2 separate regions of the Sus scrofa genome follow, and region 1 is linked to region 2. A link is a contact called in public Hi-C data. All regions are on one chromosome and are shown on one strand. The core of a region is the stretch at or near the end of the contact, and the rest is flanking DNA. Distances in the headings are between cores, read along the strand shown.

Region 1 (4,200 bases), core at 1,545-4,044, about 13 Mb after region 2:
CACTAGTCAGGTTTGTTAACCGCTGAGCCACGAAGGGAATTCTACAATTGAATTTTTATTTTTTATTTTACTTTATTTTATTTATTTATTTATTTATTTATTTATTTATTTATCTTTCTGCCTTTTCCAGGGCCGCTCCCATGGCATATGGAGGTTCCTAGGCTAGGGGTCTAATCGGAGCTATAGCCTCGGGCTTACGCCAGAGCCACAGCAACTAGGGATCCGAGCCTTATCTGCGACCTACACCACAGCTCATGGCAACACCAGATCCTTAACCCACTGAGCAAGGCCAGGGATCGAACCCACAACCTCATGAAATCCCTAGTCGGATTCGTTAACCATTGTGCCACGATGGGAACTCCTACAATTGAATTTTTCATAATGTCTATTCAACAGCCAGCTTGCAAAATTCCTGAAACTATAGCAAGTGGTTTCTGTGAGCCTAGGTAGCACATTGGTCAGCTGTGATCTTGTCTCCATCCAAATGCATCCCATGGGACATTGTCAACAAAAGAGATCCCAAGAATGGAGAGACTGTGGTAAAGCCATTTGCCCCGAGACAGTTTGAGCTTGTTTGTGTCTCGCAGCAGAGGAAGAAACTCGAAGCAATGATTTGGTCAAATTCAGGTTTGCCCTGGGTACTTTGATTCCTTCATATCAGAATAAGACATTTCTTTTTTCACCATTAAGTGTTCAACAGACATCTCTGACCCTTGATCTCAGCTCCTCTCTGCACCCTTCTCTGTATCTGAGAGAACTTTCACTAAGATTGCACAAGCCAATGTGGCAGGAAAAATTGTTTAATTTTAAAAGAATGCAGTATCTGGAGTTCCTGTTGTGGCTCAGCAGTAACGGACCTGACTAGCATTCATGAGGATGCGGGTAGGATGGGGGTTTGATCCCTGGCCTCAATCAGTGGGTTAAATATCCGTTGTTGCTGTGAGCTGTAGTGTAGGTCACAGACATGGCTTGGAACTGGCATTGCTGTGGCTGTGGTGCTTCCATAAGCTGCACCTGCGGCCCTAAAAAGACCAAAAAATAAATAAATTAATGAAAAGCAGTATCTGTTATACTCACCCTTACCCTTCAAAACCCTACTCACATGTCACCTCCCTTCTGATATTTCATTTTCCAACACTGCTATGGCTGTGACTTGTCCATAATCCTATCGTACTTGTTTAGACAAGAGGGTAAATGTTTACTAATCCGTGCCCTTGACTAGGCTGTGAATTTTCCCTCAAGGGTGAAGATTGTGGTTGTCTTGCATGCTATTATTTGGCACAAGACACTGTGCAGGGTCTGGCACCAAGGGTTTTCTCAGTAAATCTGTCAAGTTAAAAACCTGAGGAAGTTCCCGTGGTGGCACAGCGGAAATGAAGCCAATTAGTATCCATGAGGATGCAGGTTTGATCCCTGGCCTCACTCAGTGGGTTAAGGATCTGGCATTGCCAGGAGCTGTGGTGTAAGTTGTACATGCAGCTTGGATCCCGTGTTGCTGTGGCTGTGATGGTTGGCAGCTGTAGCTCCAATTTGACCCCATCCTGGGAATCTCCATATGCCACGGATCGGCCCTAGAAAGCAAAGCAAAGCAAAACAAAACAAGAAACAACCTGAATATATGCGTTCCCTGGTGGCTCAACAGATTAAGGATCCAGCATTGTCGCTACAGTGGCTTTGGTTACTGCAGTGGCTTGGGTTCAATCCCTGGCCCAGGAACTTCTGCATGCTTCGGGGGCAGCCAAAAAACCAAAAACAAACCCGAATAAATATTCAATATCATGTGACCTTCCATAATCCCTGGGAAATGATTTCAGCCTAGTCCTTCCTTAAATTTTTTTTTTTTTTTTTTCCTGGGAATTCCCATCATGGCTCAGTGATTAACGAATCCGACTAGGAGCCATGAGGTTGTGGGTTCGATCCCTGGCCTTGCTCAGTGGGCTAAGGATCTGGCGTTGCTATGAGCTGTGGTGTAGGTCACAGACGCGGCTCGGATCTGGCATTGCTGTGGCTATGGCATAGGCTGGTGGCTATAGCTCTGATTAGACCTCTAGCCTGGGAACCCCCATATGCCGCAGGAGCAGCCCTAAAAAGAACAAAAAGACAAAAAAAAAAATTTTTTTTTTCTTTTTTGGGCACAGCATGGCATGTGGAGTTCTTAGGCCAAGGATCAGATCCAAGCCACAGTTGTGACCTATACCACAGCCAGATCTTCTCACCCACAGAGCCAGGCAAGGATCCAATCTGTGTCCTGGCGCTGTAGAGACGCCGATGATCCTGTTGCATCACAATGGGAACTCCTAGTCCTTCTTTAAGGACGTTCTCCTTGGAGGCCCTTGAACTGGCTCTTAATCTCCCTAAACACATAAATGTCAGAGCCAGAGGTCCTGAGGCCATTTAGCCTCATCAACTTGTGCAGATGGGGAAACGGAGGCCCAGGAAAGGGTAAGACTGACCTGAGTTCACACAGCTCATTAATAGGATGGAAACCAAGCCTTATGCCTCCTGGATCAGGCTTCATCCTATTACTCCCTTTTTAGAAACAGGGAAGCAGGCCTAGAGAAAGGAAGGGGAGCACAAGCTTACACAGTAATTGAGGGGCAGAACCAGGGCCCGGGAATTCTCCTGCCTCCCCTGGGCCTCCTCCTGACCTTTCCCTTCTTTTGAGGCCCAGCAGTGGGACTGGTGGGGCCTCCTCCATGTTTTCTGGGTCAAGGATCAAGATTGAAGGGCGATTCTGTGAGATCCTCCCAGATTCTGTGAGATCTGGGAGCTGATGGAGGCACGCACCAGTTTGTCCACTAGGTGGCACTGCAGATCCTATCTCGGTCCCCTTACTGTGCATCCAGCCTTGGTTCATCTGTACTGGGGCCAGACGGGGAAAACTGAGGCCCTGGGAGGAGAGGGATTTGTAGAGGTCACCCTGAGAGCTAGAGGCAGAGCTGGCACTTGTCTTGGGCCTCCTGACACCGGCCAGGTCATTCCCTAGGCGGCTGAACGTGGCCTGGGGGCGGGGCTTTTCCACCGTTTGCTGGTTGGCTGTCCCTGTGGCTAGTATGGTATTGCGCCTCTCCCTGGGCCACACTGGCCGCCCACGGAGTCACACCCCTCTTCACCTCTGCTCTGTCCAGGGACCCCTACCCTGTCTGCCGCCCGCTGTCATCAGCACAGGTCTTCGTGGTTTCAGAGACATTGTCACTTTCTGCCTGCCCGCTTTGCGTGCTTGGAGAAGGGGGCGGGCCTGGGGATCGGCGATGCGGACTCCAGTCAGACCAACTATGCAGCCTCAGACCAGGTTACCCATCTCTTTCTGCCTCAGTTTCCTTATCTGTAAAGCAGAGATTCTAGTGGTTCTTATCTCTCAGGGTTTTTGGGAGGATTACATGAGATAGCACATTAAGTCCTTGGGAGCTTTTTATCAAGCCTGAAACCTGCAGAGCATCTGGGAGAGATGTGAAACTGCCCCCTCACCCCTTATGGATGACAGACTGAGGCCCAGGGAGGTCAGTGAGCAATGATGATGTCATTTCCTCATTGAGGGCCAGGTATGATTGTCAGGCCATGACTCAAGAGTATAAGAAGTAGAACTTTCTTTTTCTTCAGCCCAGGGGGATGTAGAAGTTGAGGTGGGATGGGAATGCAAGTAGAACCAGCATTTGGGTTGCCCTGTGTGTGTGTTTCCCGCCATGTGTCTGCCTGGAACACCTTGGTGACACCCTCGTCCTTTTTGCTTTGAATGGCCCTCCGGGGCCACCGTCTTTCTCCAGTTCTCCCCGGTCACAGTAAAGGGCACAGGGATTGTTCTGCTGAGTTGGGGGTCACACTGTGGTTTGGGGGTCATTCTGGTAGGTCCCCCTTTGGGCTCTGGCTGCCACCTGCAGGGTCTTCTCAGGGCCTGTGGTGTCTCTGCTCTCAGCTCTTTCTGTTCCAGCCTGGGGAGGTCTCTAGTCTGAGTAACAGATGCCCTGCTTATATGGGGAATGGGGAGAGTAGGAAGAGGGTAAAATACCAGGAGAGAAACATACAGATCAATTATACCAACACATATTTCTGGAGCATCTTGTGTGTACCAGGCACTGTTCCAGATGCTTGGTACATTGCGGGGTTGCATTTTTTTTTTTTTTTTTTTTTTTTGCTTCTGTCTTTTTAGGGCTGCACCTGTGGCATATGTACGTTCCCAGGCTAGGGATCGAATCGGAACTA
Region 2 (4,409 bases), core at 1,525-4,024:
AGGGATGGCAAACAAATTCAACTACAAGTAAAAATTCTTGGCGTCCCTGTCGTGGTGCAGCAGAAACGAATCTGACCAGGAACCACGAGGTTGTGGGTTCAATCCCTGGCCTCGCTCAGTGGGCTAAGGATCCGGCGTTGTCATGAGCCGTGGTGTAGGTCGCAGATGCGGCTTGGCTCTGGCGTTGCTGTGGCTGCGGTGTAGGCCAACAGCTGTAGCTCCGATCGGACCCCTAGCCTGGGGACCTCCGTATGCCACCGGTGCGGCCCTAAAAAGCAAAATAACTAACTAACTAAATAAAACTAAATACAAATTCTTCAGAGTTCCTATTGCGGCTTAATGGGTTAAGGACCCGATGTTGTCTCTGTGAGGATGAGGGTTCAATTCCTGGCCTCACTCAGTGAGTTAAGGATCCGACTGCCATAAACTGCAGCACAGTTGGCAGATGGGACTTGGATCAGGTCTTGTGCTGTGGTGATCTCTGGTCCAGAAACTTCCATATGCTGCAGGTATAGCCTTAAAGAAGAAAAAATAAATAACATTTTAAAAAATAAAAAATAAAAATTCTTGGAGTTCCTGCTGGGTGCAGTGGGTAAAGAATCCAATGGCAGCGGTTAGGGTCCCTGCAGAAGCGCAGGTTTGATTCCTGACCTGGAGACTTCTGCATGCGTGGGTGTGGTCAAACTAAATAAATAAATAAAAATTAAAAATTCTGGAGTTCCCGTCGTGGTGCAGTGGTTAACGAATCCGACTAGGAACCATGAGGTTGCGGGTTCTATCCCTGGATTCGCTCAGTGGGTTGAGGATCCGGCGTTGCTGTGAGTTGTGGTGTAGGTTGCAGACGCGGCTCGATCCCACGTTGCTATGGCTGTAGCGTAGGCCGGCGGCTACAGCTCCGATTAGACCTCTAGCCTGGGAACCTCCATATGCTGTGGGAGCAGCCCTAGAAAAGGCAAAAAGACAAAAAAAAAAACAAAAAAACAAAAAACTTAGGATTCTGCAGCTCACTGGGTAAAGGCTTTTACATACGCTGTCCTTTTGGGCCTCATCACCAGCCTCGGAAGTGGGGGTGATTTTGAGGACTGTGGTGTAGACAAGGAAACTGAGACTGGGAGATGCAAGTGACAGGATTCTGGCTCCCATCTGTCTGAGAGCTCAGAAAGCCACACTCTTCATGTCAGGAGGTGAAGACGGGAGGCAGGAGGCAAGGATGGGCCACTGGGGCTTTGTCTAGGCCTGGCCTCTTGGGGACCCTGAGCTTCCGAGTAGAGTCGCTGTGACACTTCCAGGCCTGGTAGGGGGCAGGAGGAAGGCCATGGCTGACCAGCAGCAAGGTCCAGCCTTGTAATCCTGGAGAGCTGGGGACGAGGCAGGCATCGGGGGCGCTGCCAGGCTGAGGATGTTGAACCCGAGAAGGGGGGACATGGCTGTGGGACAGTAGCCACTTCCCCCACCTCCGGGGGAGCCATGGTTTCCTCGCTAAAAGCTCTGTCTGCCGTCTCTCTGATTCTCACCCAGAAACCTCTGCATTGCTCTCAGGAAGACCCCTACCCACCCCCGACTTGGGGGCCCCGATTTCCCAGAAATGCACTTGTGCAGACCCTGATCCACAGCAGAGTCAGCCAGGGGGGGTCTGGGCTGTGTCCTGAGGAAGTGTCACTGTGGAGAGTGAAGTCACCTCCCATCTTCCCACCACTGAGAGGATCCGGCTCATGTGCAGGCCCTGGGTCCCAGGCTTTGCGTTGAGATGACTAAGAGGCTGTGCAGGCTAGGGGTGCCGCTCTGGCAGCGGGGAAGTCAGGTGGGGAGGCGGGAGCAAACTCTAGGACCTCAGGCTCCCAGCCTCAGAAACCCCCTGGCTGGGGCCTTGTCAAATGATTCTCAGTCCCAAACTGGCTGGCTCCCTCCCCGGCCACCTGCAGGCCATCTTCCCCTCTCAGTCTCTCCCCTCGACCTCGCCCGACCCCAACTATCAGTTCCTCTTCTTCTTCTTCTTTTTTTTTTCCTTTGCTTTTTATGGCCTCACCCACAGCTTATGGAAGTTTCCAGGCTAGGGATCAAATTGGAGCTACAGCTGCCAGCCTATGCCACAGCCACAGCCATGCGGGATCTGAGCCACGTCTGCGACCTACACCACAGCTCACTGCAATGCCGGATCCCTGACCCACTGAGCGAGGCCAGGGATCGAACTTGCGTCCTCATGGATACTAGTCAGATTTGTTTCTACGGTGCCACAACGGGAACTCCTCAGTCCCTCTTCTTATGACTCCCTAACCCTCCTCCCCACCCTCAGCTGGGGCCCACAGGCCTGGACCTCCTTGAGCCAGGGGCCCTCTGGTCTAATATGGAACAGCATCTCCTCTTATTCTCAACCCCAGCCTGGGCTGGGTGCCTCCCGGGAGAAGGAGGTGACGGAAGAAATGGGCTAACAAGGCGGAGGCGGGGATGGGGAGCAGATCTCTGGGCAGGAGATGGGAAGAAGCTCTAGGATGCTGGACCACAAAGGGAGATTCAACTGTGGTCAAGTGAGTTAGCCTAGCTCTGCCACAGCCTTCCAGGGTGGTCGTGAGGATCTGGGGATGCTGCACCTGGCACGCACTTAGTGCTCAAGGAAAGTCGGCTGTTATCAGTATGGGAGAGTGACCCCATGTGACCTTGTCTCACCCACTCACTTCTCACCGGGAAAACCAAGCCTCAGAGAGGGTGTGGGCCCTGGCCCCAGTCACACAGCCATCGGAGAGATGGCTGGGCCGCACCTCCCCAGGGTGGGTCCCGCGAGGCAGGCTCCATTGTGCTCTCCCCAGCAGGAAACCGCTGTGCTCAGCAGCCTGGGGGGTGGAGAGGAGGAACGAGTTTGGCTACGTGACCGGCAGGCCCTGGAGGCCGCGCCAGGCCCAGTGCCGGAACACAACCTGCTGGGGGCGGCCTGGGCAGGGCGATCTGGGTGGGCACCAGGGTGGGGCCCTCCCTGTCTGGAAAGGGAGATGTGGGCTGAGCTGCGGCTGTCCCCTGACCGGTGCTGGGAGGCGGCCTCACAGCCCCCCCAACCCCCGGCACCCCAAACCTGCTTGCAAGGGGGCAGCTGGTTGGTTCATTGCTCCCCAGAAGAGCAGCTACTTGGGGGAGGAGAGGGCACGTGGGTGGGGAGCAGGGCCAATCGGCGCCTGTGGCATCTGGGGGTGATTTGTGCAGGCCACCCACCTGGTCACTGGCTCTGGTTTACAAGGATTTGGGGGGAAGGGGAGGGTTTAGCCTTGGGCTGGGCTTCTGCTGGGCTGCCCAGATGGGACTCGGAACAGGATGAGGTGTCTCTCTGGGCCCCAGGACTCCTGGCAACACATGAGGGGCCATTGCATCCCTCACCTTAGGATACAGGGCTGACTCAGGGCTGGGAACCCAGCTTGAGGAGGAGGCGTAGCTGGTTCATGGCACGGCCATTCACCACAGGGAAGGTACTGGATGCCAGACCCAGCAGCCAGTGCTTTATCAGGAAGCAAAGTGGGAGTTCCCGTCATGGCGCAGTGGTTAACGAATCCAACTAGGAACCATGAGGTTCCAGGTTCGATCCCTGGCCTCAATCAGTGGGTTAAGGACCCAGCGTTGCCACGAGCTGTGGTGTAGGTTGCAGATGTGGCTCGGATCTGGCGTTGCTGTGGCTCCGGCATAGGCCGGCGGCTATAGCACGGATTCAACCCCTAGCCTGGAAACCTCCATGTGCCACGGGTATGGCCCTAAAATGACAAAAAAACAAAAAATGAAAATATCAGAAAGCAAAGTGGAGCCACTGAAGGATTTGGCACAGGGGTGGATGGTGTCAGATGAGGTTGCTGGAAGGGCCAGCCCGGAGGCTGGGGGGCCAGAGTGGGGGCCACAGCTTGGGCAACAGCAGAGGCTGGAAAAGGACAGAGGGGAGCAAAGTGGGACAGAGGCCGAGTGGACGAGATGGGAAGCACGGGCCTGGAGTGGGCTGCCCAGAGTTCACTCCCGGCTCCTGGTCCAGCTCTGCAGCACATGGCCGGGTAACCATGGTGCATTAAGTCCTCCGTACCTCGTTCTTGGCACTTAAAACAAAAGTGAGGTTGAAACTGAGGTCAGAACAGAACACCGTCCCACCCACCCCACCCCCACCCCCACCCCTGACCCCTCTCTCTCTGGACACCCCAGCACAAATGCCCCCAGCAGAAGAGGTTTAGAGCAGGCAGCAGGGCAAAAGAAGCAGGGAACATGCACAGAATGGGAGGCAGAGCTCCGGCCTGGGCAGCAGAGGGGCTGCAGCAGGTCTGAGAAGACAGGGGTAGGTTTCATGAGCTGGGGGTGGTGGGCGTTGGGCAGAACCTCAGCCCAGGGGGGCCTGGACACCCATCGGCGTCATTAGGGGAGCCAGTTGTGCAGTTGGGACCCATGGCTGA

The links. Hi-C and Micro-C count contacts between places; a contact is called where the count stands out from the background.
Region 1: a contact with region 2 is called in a Hi-C map of subcutaneous adipose tissue, with 4 times the contacts expected there. The contact joins two enhancer-like sites. A contact is called at or near these places in 4 of 47 Hi-C or Micro-C datasets (mesenteric adipose tissue, omental adipose tissue, retroperitoneal adipose tissue and 1 more).

The regions. Positions count from the first base shown.
Region 1 is chr6:87,974,042-87,978,241 of Sscrofa11.1, forward strand. No RefSeq gene overlaps it. Among named protein-coding and RNA genes, the nearest start is that of SERINC2, 20 kb to the right of the region's middle. Within about 2 kb of position 2,795, at least 32 of the 83 cell types and tissues checked have an H3K27ac peak or open chromatin away from gene starts, as enhancers often do. A contact at or near this core is called in retroperitoneal adipose tissue and subcutaneous adipose tissue, where this site is marked.
Region 2 is chr6:75,220,522-75,224,930 of Sscrofa11.1, forward strand. No RefSeq gene overlaps it. Among named protein-coding and RNA genes, the nearest start is that of FAM131C, 9.6 kb to the left of the region's middle. Within about 2 kb of position 2,775, at least 5 of the 83 cell types and tissues checked have an H3K27ac peak or open chromatin away from gene starts, as enhancers often do. A contact at or near this core is called in retroperitoneal adipose tissue and subcutaneous adipose tissue, where this site is marked.